2 separate regions of the Mus musculus genome follow, and region 2 is linked to region 1. Evidence: chromatin contacts called from public Hi-C data. All regions are on one chromosome and are shown on one strand. Each heading gives the region's core, a stretch centred on a gene start, on an enhancer-like site or on the middle of the called end of the contact. The rest is flanking DNA. Distances are from core to core; before and after follow the strand shown.

Region 1 (5,192 bases), core at 1,705-4,204:
CTTTCCTTAGGCGCTTCATTAGTTTCTTTTCTTTATTTTGTTTTACTTTTATCAGTTTTTCCTTTTTAATTTCTTTTGTTTCTGATATTCTAATTACATCATTTCTCCCCCTTCCTTTTCTCCCTCTACTTCCCACATTCCCCCTGTGCTGTCAAATTTACGGCATCATTCCTCCCCATCTCTCTCTCTCTCTCTCTCTCTCTCTCTCTCTCTCTCTCTCTCTCTCTCCCACACATGCGCGAGCGCGCGCGCGCGTACACACACACACACACACACACTGCCCTGTCTGATAATGTTACATGTATGCTTTCAGGACTGTCAATATTAGATAAGAAATTGGTATTCTCTTCCCTGGAGAAGTCTATTTTTTCCCAAGAGTGATAATTCCCTGCCCTCTTATTAAACATAGCTTCTTTTCTTATACAATATAATTTGAACATAGTTTTCCCTCCCTCTGCTCCTCCCTGTTCTTCCTCACCTCCCCTTCTCTCCTCTCCAGAGATGCACTTTCCTTCTCTCACTAGAAAAGAACAGGCTTCTAAGAAATAACAGCAAAACATAACACAATAAAATACCATAAGATAAACCATAACCCATCATATCGAAGTTGGACAAGCCAAGCCAACAGAAGGAGAAGAGCCCCAAACGATTTTATTTCAATTTCAAATGTCATTTTTATAGACACAAAAATAGATGTTTTAATTTTATAAGCATGTAGGGTAGTATTGGCTTGATGAATGTTAGCTGTAACACAACACATTTAAAACACTAGTGCTAAATATTAAGTATTATTAGGAACAGTTAAAAGTACTGGCATGTGGATTTTCAGGAGACTGACAGTTCCTTTTAGGAAGAACGATTTGCCCTTTGAAGGCACTCTTTCCTGAGGGAGGAAGTTACAGACAGTCACCAGGCTTTGGAGGGAAATGGACAGCCCTCTTAAATGTTTAGACATGTTCCAGACAAGATGTTAGATGTCTTTCACGTACCGGGGACTGACAACATAACCTCCAAAGGTGTTTGCCAGCTGCCTCAAGCTTTGGGAGAACTTCAGCATGTGACTATTCTGCTTCCTGCTGTCTGCATCCTGAAGCCATCTCTTGGTGACTAGGCACCTTTGATATGAGACCAATGTAAATCTTATTTTTATTAAGTTTAACACTAATCATAATGCCATTCACTGTAGTATGAAATCCTTAAGACTACAGAATCTTATCATTCTTAGAGTGTTTTGGTATTAAATTTGGCTTGAGGGATTTTTTTATGTCAATCTTCCTGTAATCATATGAATTAACAAGACACTGTCTTCTATTTCTTTCCATTTCTGTGATTACAAACTAAGTATAGTTGTGGTAGAATTTTGTCACATTGAAAAGGTGGATAAAATCACATGTTAAAATAGATGGAATTGCAGCCTTGCTGAAGGCTGATGTCTGTGTAGTAAGTCACTAGAATAGAAAATTTTTCTTGGAACACATGTTCTTGACTCTCTTTTCTAAATTCACAAATCTGTTGGGACAGGTATAAGAAGTTGGTGTGGATTTTACATCAACAATCCACCAAATAGTAGAGATATCTGAGTTGGGAGAAGCACAGAAAATTAAAAATAAATTACTATCTCTATCTGTAACAAGACAGAATTGTGAATGATTGCTGCCTGAATTCTTTTTTCTTTTCTTTTTTTTAAATTAGGTATTTTCTTCATTTACATTTCCAATGCTATCCCAAAAGTCACCCCACACCCCCCTATTCTCCTCCCCCCCACTCCCTCTTCTTGGCCCTGGCGTTCCTCTGTAGAACCCAGATGCCCCTCAACAGAGGAATAGATACAGAAAACGTGGTACATTTACACAATGGAATACTACTCACCTATTAAAAAGAATGAATTTATGAAATTCCTAGGCAAATGGATGGACCTGGAGGGCATCATCCTGAGTGAGGTAACCCAATCACAAAAGAACTCATATGATATGCTCTCACTGATAAGTGGATATTAGCCCAGAAACTTAGAATACCCAAGATATAAGATACAATTTGTAAAACACATGAAACTCAAGGGGAACGAAGACCAAAGTGTGGACACTTTGCCCCTTCTTAGAATTGGGAACAAAACACCATGGAAGGAGTTACAGAGACAAAGTTTGGAGCTGAGACGAAAGGATGGATGATCTAGAGACTGCCATACCCAGGGATCCAATCCCATAATCAGCCTCTAAACGCTGCCTGAATCCTTAAGCAGGCCAGTCAGAAAAACTAGCTCTGTAGACTCTAGTGGAGCATGTTTACATTGCCATCAGCTAATATCATCAGGCACGTAAAATTGTTAAAGATTTGATGCTAGAATTTCAAGGCACAAAAAGGGATGTTTAGAGAAGCAGCATCCACTGGAGGTCCTTGATATGTTTTCAGAAGAACAAAGTAGTCAACGTTATTTTTAATAATAATATTAGCATCTTCAGCTTATTTCACTGCATTGTCATTTGCACCGATGACAGGACAGGAATATAGAGTGTCACAATGTATACTTGAAATTATTGCCCCCACACTGCCATGCCCTCAGAGTTAAGTGTGTCAGTTTCACCAGAAGGAATCATTGATGAAACAGCAAAAGTTAGAGAAGTTATTTAATCTTGACCCTCAAACACACAGCATTAACCTTCTGAGGATGTACTAGAATCTGTGTTCTGTGTGGTTAGTCTCTGAGAGTGGGCTGAGTGACCATCTACTTTATATGGAGCATCCTTTATATAAAAGAATCACTGAAAGACAAATTACAAATATTTAGACATGAGTTTGAAGCATGAATTTTCTTCAAAATGATGGGTGTGACCCTGTGCTCCAGAAGAAAACAAGTAATAGTGTTTGTAAATTGCCTAACACATATATGAGCCTGTGAGTCAGAGGAGCTACTACTGAGCTGCTACTGAGCTCCTAAAGAGCGAGATGCAATGACTAATAAGGTCTTATTTTAGGATAAGCACGTATGCGTATTAACTGCCCACAGAGAGTTCTTTGGAACATTCAGACACACCCAGGAGCATGTCCCCTGGGATTCAAGCACCGGCTGCTCTGCCCTTGCCTGTGTTCAGCAGGTCCCTTGATTTATTTCCTGTAGCTAATCCTTAGTTGGTAGAAGCTTACAGCTCTTTAGCCATGGCACGTCTGTCTCTCTTCTGGCGATGAGGGGTGAGATTGGGATTGACTTCCCTGCTCTATCAGCTTGGAGGATATTTCAGAGACTCTTGGATGATGCTGAGCCTTGCTCTCTGTTTCAGGTCTCAGATGGGGTGAGTACTAACTGCCCCAGTCCTTGTCACCAACCTGCAGAAGTGCTTCAAAATGTTCATCCTTATAAATGTACAACTAGTACTAGGTTGACCCTCAGAAGTCCCCGTGTTAAAGGCTTGGTCCCCGTCCTGTGGCAGTATTGGGAGATGGCCTTCATAAGATAGGATCTGATGGAAAGATGTTAGTTTACCAGGGTATGCCCTTGGGAGGGGTGTTGCTTCTTGTATTTTCATTTGTTTCCCATCCTCAGTAAGGTGAAAAATTTCTTACGTGTGGTGCACCAAGTTGCCACATGCCTCAAACATGCCTCTGAAACCATGAGCACAGATAAATCATTCTGCATTTAAACCCGACTATCTGCAGTGTGCTGTCTCAGTGACGGAAACCTGTCAAAACCGGTCTACGAAAACCCTCACCAGTCACCTAACTCTCTTATGAATTCGTGACAACCTAGTCTTTTGCTTACTGTCAAGTTTCTAAAGTTTCTATCTTAACACATCCTTGGGGACTTTGATGTTCTCTGTCATTGTCTTAAGAAAACTGATATTTGCAACTTTTCGGTGTGTTAATTCTCTCAAAGTGGGCTCTTGTTAATAGTGGGCCTGTTACTATTCAATAAAGACGTTTTTATTTTTAAGTAAAAATGTTTATGTAGGCATTGAAGTAAGATAGAATAAGGAGCAGCGTGGTAAAATATGTTACTGTTTGAGCAAGCACTGATTTGGCTTCTCTGAATAAACCATTGTGGTTTAAAAAAAAAAAAGCAAGAAAAATGTGAAGTCTTTGTTCTCAAATAATTTGAATCTCAGAGCCTGAGATAAAAGTGAATATTCCTATAATACTCTGGAATGGTTCCAAGATAAAAATGTAGACAGTAGACATGGAGGACTTGGGAGCAAGCTCTGACAATGGGCCTGGAGTGGTGCTTTTGAGGGAGCCTGGCCTTTAAAGCCCCATAAGTGAGATTTGTCCCTAAGTTACCTGTCCATGTGTCCTCAGCATTTTCATACATGTCCATGTTCAGCCGGCTCTTTGCTGTTCTCGGAAACTCCTGGCTTGCTCCTATCAAAGGGTGTGCAATGCTCTTACTATTAGGTCTCTATTGTCTAGTGCCCACTTCACATCTCCAGCCCTTCCAGACCACACTACCAGTCTGTTCCTCTCCAGGGACATCACTTCTCATTTCTCTAGGAATCCCACACGGGTATAGGGCCCTTTCTTACAGTCCCCCACACTAACATCTGTCTCAGTACTTGATGATAGAATTGCTTCCACGGTGGCTTTTCTAAGGAGAGTTCCTGAACAGTATACAAAGTTGGGCTTCTCTCTCTCTCTCCTCTCTCTCTCTCTCTCCTTTTCTCCCTCTCTTTTCTCTCTCTCTGATCCTATCTTAGGCATTTTCACCTGAATTCTTCTGCATCCTTCCCTGTCTTCTTAAGGAGAGGACTTTTCCAAAACATTAAAGGCATCTTTAACACCCCTCTTTGTCCCACATGACATGCCCTATTCTGCTAACCTTAAATTTAAGTCTATATGCTACCTTAAGTTTAAATATTTAAATATACTAATTGTGTTATTATAATTATATTATTAATAAATACATGAATCTGAAATCACCTAGCATTTCTATTGTTTATATTCTAGTTTCAGCCACAAAAAAACCCCAAATCCCTCAAGTTTAAATTATACTAATAGTTTCTAGGTTAGTTTCTTTACACCTGCCTTTGAAATCTATTTTCCAGAATAAAAGAGAGTACAGACACTCTCCAGAATTATAGCCTATATTCTGAAAGGTTGATCATAGGATGAAAGTATCTTATGTCCAAAACCCATTTTTCATATCTAAGATACTGAATACAGCTCCATAACACAGCCTGCTGTGCAGTGGCTGGGTTTCCTAATCT
Region 2 (5,192 bases), core at 1,961-4,460, 72 kb before region 1:
CTGAGCAGACACAATCCCTTCAGAGTCTGCTTTGAAGCCTTGTTTTAGTGCAAGGTCTTCCTCCCTAACTACTCCAGTTGGGCCACGATTTCTAGATTTTTCCACCATCAGCCAGGTGGTTATTCACAGTATTCATGGTGTGGCCTTGAGTGAAATGATTATCTGTCGGTTGGGGTTATCAAGAGCCGTATTCTCCTTCCTGGCATCAGTGTACAGCAGACTATTCTTAAAAATGATGCTGTTTACCCAGTTCCTTCCTGCCTTGAAAGTTCTATTCAAAAACCTTCAGGTTGAGAAACAAATATCATCTTTTTAAACTTGCTTCATGTATCCAACTTGTCTCCATTCTTTTAGATCTTAAAATATTTAGGCAGTCCAAGTTATTACCTCTGACTTTAATGACTATTGGATTTATATTTAAACTTTCCTATCTCACATTATGATTAGTGAAAATCAGGTGGCTCTCAATATTTTCAAACCTGATGACTGAGGCTAATTGATGTTTGTGAAGCTTTGCTCTATACCAATCTCTATGAGCAAATGTGCAGAAACCTTCATTGTTAAGTCATCCAGGTACAGAGATCCAAGCTAGAATGTTGTAGACCTGTGCAGATGCCCCATTGCCCAGGCAGGGAAGACAGATGATTGAGAAGAGAACATGGAAAGAAGGGAAGACAGAAGGGTAAATCTATTGCTCACACAATAGTCTCATTTGCCCTTCTTATTCAGATGGACACTGTTCACTCTCCCCTCCTGAGATGCAATTGGGACCTGTGTTATTTCTTTCAGTAGATACATTGACAGCAATGACCTGGAATGTCTTACCCAATAGAATGTGTCTTGGTTGACTGATAAGTGACAACAGGCCTGTTCCAAGATATTGAGAATAAGGAAGCAAGCAGCATCTTGCCCCAGGTTTATATGTCCCCTAATTGGGAACATGGCTTCTTAACTTTTGACATGATAGAATTCTATTTACCTAGTCACACAAGAGACATTTAATATTAAAACTCGATGTCAGTGACTCACTATGTCATGAAATATTTGAAATTCACTGAAAAGGTATATAGCAAACTCTTGTTTTTGTAATAGAAAGGATTAGAATGAGATTTATTCAATGTGAGCACACTGGGAAGAGAGACAAAGGCATTCACAAATCCCTCAAGTGGTCAAGGCGTGTTCTCAAGTACCCTTGACCCATCCTTATTGGGATTTCAGTCTCATCCTGTCAGACAACTGTTAGAATTGTTTGAAATCTCTTTTCAGGAGACATGCTCCCTCTCAGGGCACCCTTCCCTCTTCCTAGGATGAGATTCCTGGGGGAAAATCCCATTTCTTTGGGATCCTTCTTGAATCTTGCCCTTAGTAAGTTAGCTACATAAAGATTGCCTCTGAAAGTCAATTCAATTGCTCACTGATGAAAATGTCTCCCTCTGGTCAGCATGCTTAGGCTGTGCTCAGTTCAGCACAGTAGATAAGACCGTTTAGTGGCTCTGTCTACTCCTGAGAAGCCAAGTTCTCGTGCTAAAATAAACATCTGTATTTCTCCTCTTTTTAATGCAGAATACCATCTAACCTCATGCAGAGGGTGATGGGTAATTTCAGTGGTGGAGAAGGCAATCCCTACAAGGTTTCACCTAGTCTTTATACCCAGAGGATGCTTTCCTGTTGTTCTCTGCTTGGTCTGTGTTCTTATTAGTTGTCCTCCATTGCCTATCTGAGCTATGGAGAAGCCCTATAAGGACCTGACTGCTCTGTCCTTTACATGGAGTACATACCAGGAATCACAATGCCAGGGCCAAAAGGTACTGCAGAGGTGGTTTGGCTAGGCTCTCCCTTGAGTTAGGTGTTAACCATTTGTTTCTTGAGAATCAATCTCTGCATTTCATCGGGGAGAACCCCACAAAAGTCATTTTAATTTTCCAAGTTAACAGGAGGGTTAGTTTTGTGGAAGAACTCAGAACTCTCTGACCCCTTGGCTTGTAGCACTTCCCTCCAGGAATAGAAATTTCTGCTGGAGGTAGAAGGTGGATTTGACCAAAGCACATTGTATTCATGTTTGAAATTCTCCAAGAATAAACTGAAAATATATTTGGGTCTGAGGAAATAGCTCAGTCAGTAAAGTGCTTGAGGCACAAACATCAAGACCAGACTGGAAGTCCCAGAACTCACATTTAAAAAAAATAAATAAACAAAGACATGCTTGCAATCCTAGTGTTGGAGAAGAGAGATGGGGAGAGCCTTGGGAACTTCCTGCCAGTCTGCGTAGTCTACTCAAAGCCGGTGGGAGAAACCGGTTTAAACAACAACAAAAAAAAAAAAAAAAAAAAAAAAAAACAATCAAGGTAAACAGCACTTGAGAAATGAGGTCTAAAGTTATCCTCTGATCCACACACAAATGTGCACACATGTATATGCACACCATGTAAACATTCACCCATACAAAAAAAGTGCATATGCAACACACACACACACACACACACACACACACACACACACACACGTGTACACACACACATGCACGTACTGCATATTTTTAAAGGATCCTAAGCAATCTTCATGGCTTTTTTCTCCAATAACCTCAAGTACAGAAGAAGTTCCCCCCAAGGGGCTCCCCGCTAGATTAGAATGCCAACACGAACTTTATGTCCTCAGGTTAACGCTGCCTTCTCCTTTGTAAATTGGAGATAAAAATAATGCCTATATTATGGGGAATAGCAGATGCTGCAGAAGTGAGGCCTAGAGGGATTTCTGTGTTTGAAAGAGCCTCATCTCTGCAGTCATTCAACATTCGGGGGGTGGGGGTGTAGGTTTGTGAGCGCCGAGGTGTGAGCATTGAGCGTTTATAGTGCTTTTGCTAACACACTTTGAAAGCGAGCTCAGATGTGGGAGGTGGTCCACAGAAGCACAAGACATGTAGATTTTGAGCACATAGATATTTGTGGACATTCTTATCAGCTATCAAATCAGAACTTAAAATAACAGTGCAGAAAATGACTGCAGGCGTTCACACTGCCTCCTCTGAGTAGTCAGGTTTCTGTAGGACTAGACCAGCACAGAGAGCCAGGAGTCAGCCTCTCCGTCCACACTCCTTTCCCTCCCTCCAGAATCAGTGGTGTGAGCCCGGTGACGTCACCACAGCAGGACCGGGATGTGATGTTCTGAAGAGGCAGAGGTATGGTGGAGGCTGCCAACAGCTGAGACAATCAATGCTGGTGACTCATTCCACCCCTGGGACAGCTTGGAGAAGAATGGCTAGTACTCTGCGTAACAGAGCCCTTTCATAGCTCTGGTTTTTAATCAAATGAGAGTACATTGATGGAACTTGTCTGGTGTTATTAGCTCAGTGTGAATATCAGGCCTCTGAATACTCACATCCATCCATCAGAATGTAACTTGCAGCGTGGGCGACTGTCTGTGTGGCGGGTAGACTCAGGGCTGGCATGGTGGTGACACACAGCCATGACAGCAACAGATGCTAAGTGAAAGCCCAGTGAATAGACCTGAAGAACGAGTGGGAAAACGGGTGGAGGGTGAATGGCTGGATGGACAAAGTGGAGAATGAAATGCCAAAGGATTTGAAATGTGGTAAAGGAGATAACGTTTTGTTTGGAATGGAGAAAATAAAACAAAAGACTTTGCTCCCTGAGGTCTTGATAAATGTATAGCCTAGCATACTGGTGCACAGCTACAATTCCAGCACTCAGCAGCTGAGGCAGGAAGACTGTGGTTTTGGAGCTAGCCTGGACTATTTAGTACATTTCAGCCCAGCCCCAGCTACATATCAACTGAGACCCTGCTTATAAATATATAAACAAGTAAATAAACAGCAAGAAAGATTGCTTAGTTGGGACAGTTTCCCAGGCAACAACGAGGATGGAGATGGCATCAAATGCCCAGTGCTTAGGAAGACCAAGCTGGTTCCACGGCCACGTCCTGGCAGTGATGGGCATGGTTCATCATGTTAAACGCTACACAAACAGGATTTCCTGTACAACTGCAATGTCTTACATGCAGTCAATTACTGGTTTTCCCCTTTTAAGTTAAATAGTTGCAGATCAGTATACAAGGAGAAGAATGTCTGGGTATGTATTCCAGAGACTTCAGACACAGCGAATGGGGCATAATAATAAGTGTGCTGGACTTTGTCCAGGGCCAATGGAAAATTGAATCAAGGCTTTAAGTGGAGGAAAAACAAATGAAATGGATTTTTTCCTTGTGTGTGTGTGTGTGTGTGTGTGTGTGTGTGTGTGTGTATGTACATAGGGAATGTGGAGGCCAGAGGACATACAACATATACAACCTTGGAGTCCTACGTGGTAGTGGAAGACCAACCTCTTCAAAGCACATTTTTCTGTGAGACTGAGTTGGGAGCCCTGATGCGACCTCCTGGTACATCCGCAAGACTTGTCCAGCAACTCTGTCTTCTACACAGGCCACAGATTTCTGTACGTTCAGGAGCATCTTGAAGCTGCTTATAGGGCAGCCTTTAGCATCCAATTCTAATATTTACCCTTCATTTAATCTACACAGCCTAGTAATAAGGAAACTAATTGCTGTTCGTCTCAGGCAGAGGAAACCTAACTCACAGGTTGATAGCTACTCAGGCACACAGCTATTCTGAGCTCATAGGATTGGGACCCACGTCCCATTCCCTTAATGGCCCTTTATCCTGTTCTGTGAGCTGGCACTTAGTAGAAATTTTAATGAACAGATGAATGATTGTTCTAAAAACAAAATAGGTGCTGTAAATGTAAGCTGTTAACGGAATTTCAGAACCTAGGAGGAATCATATGACATCTTAGAGATGATTTCAAATCCTAATCAAATACTGATTACAAAGGCTATGTTACGGTCCACTCCACTGCAGACTCTGAGCAGTGTTTTGTTCCTCACTTCGTAGAGTATCTACAACAGCCTTTACTCTCATGCAGTCCCTTCCTTTGCTGTTCTCTTCCTTTGCTGTTTTCTCCCATCTCTGTTCTACTCCCCCACCTGCCCTTCATGAAGGTACCCCGAGAACCCCTTCTACGCTAAGATCATGTGAGAGGTCACCTAATAGTGGGGAGCCATGCATTCTCTGCCCTTGGAGAGTGTTCAAACTATAGCAGTGTGACTTGAAATGTAGTAAACTCCATAAATACACAGCAATTCAGTGATGGCTTGTTGAGACAAGGAGGCTGGAGGACTGC

Evidence for each region. A called contact is a pair of places that touch in the nucleus more often than the background predicts.
Region 2: a Hi-C map of the N1E-115 cell line shows a contact between it and region 1, with 2.4 times the contacts expected there. The contact joins two enhancer-like sites. A contact is called at or near these places in 1 of 39 promoter capture datasets (liver) and 3 of 484 Hi-C or Micro-C datasets (the N1E-115 cell line, double positive thymocytes and erythroblasts).

The regions. Positions count from the first base shown.
Region 1 is chr4:9,370,158-9,375,349 of GRCm38.p6, reverse strand. All of the region lies in intron 3 of Clvs1 (clavesin 1), which reads right to left. Among named protein-coding and RNA genes, the nearest start is that of Gm11816, 85 kb to the right of the region's middle. Within about 2 kb of position 2,954, at least 11 of the 459 cell types and tissues checked have an H3K27ac peak or open chromatin away from gene starts, as enhancers often do. A contact at or near this core is called in the N1E-115 cell line, where this site is marked.
Region 2 is chr4:9,442,614-9,447,805 of GRCm38.p6, reverse strand. All of the region lies in intron 5 of Clvs1 (clavesin 1), which reads right to left. Among named protein-coding and RNA genes, the nearest start is that of Gm11816, 160 kb to the right of the region's middle. Within about 2 kb of position 3,210, at least 67 of the 459 cell types and tissues checked have an H3K27ac peak or open chromatin away from gene starts, as enhancers often do. A contact at or near this core is called in the N1E-115 cell line, where this site is marked.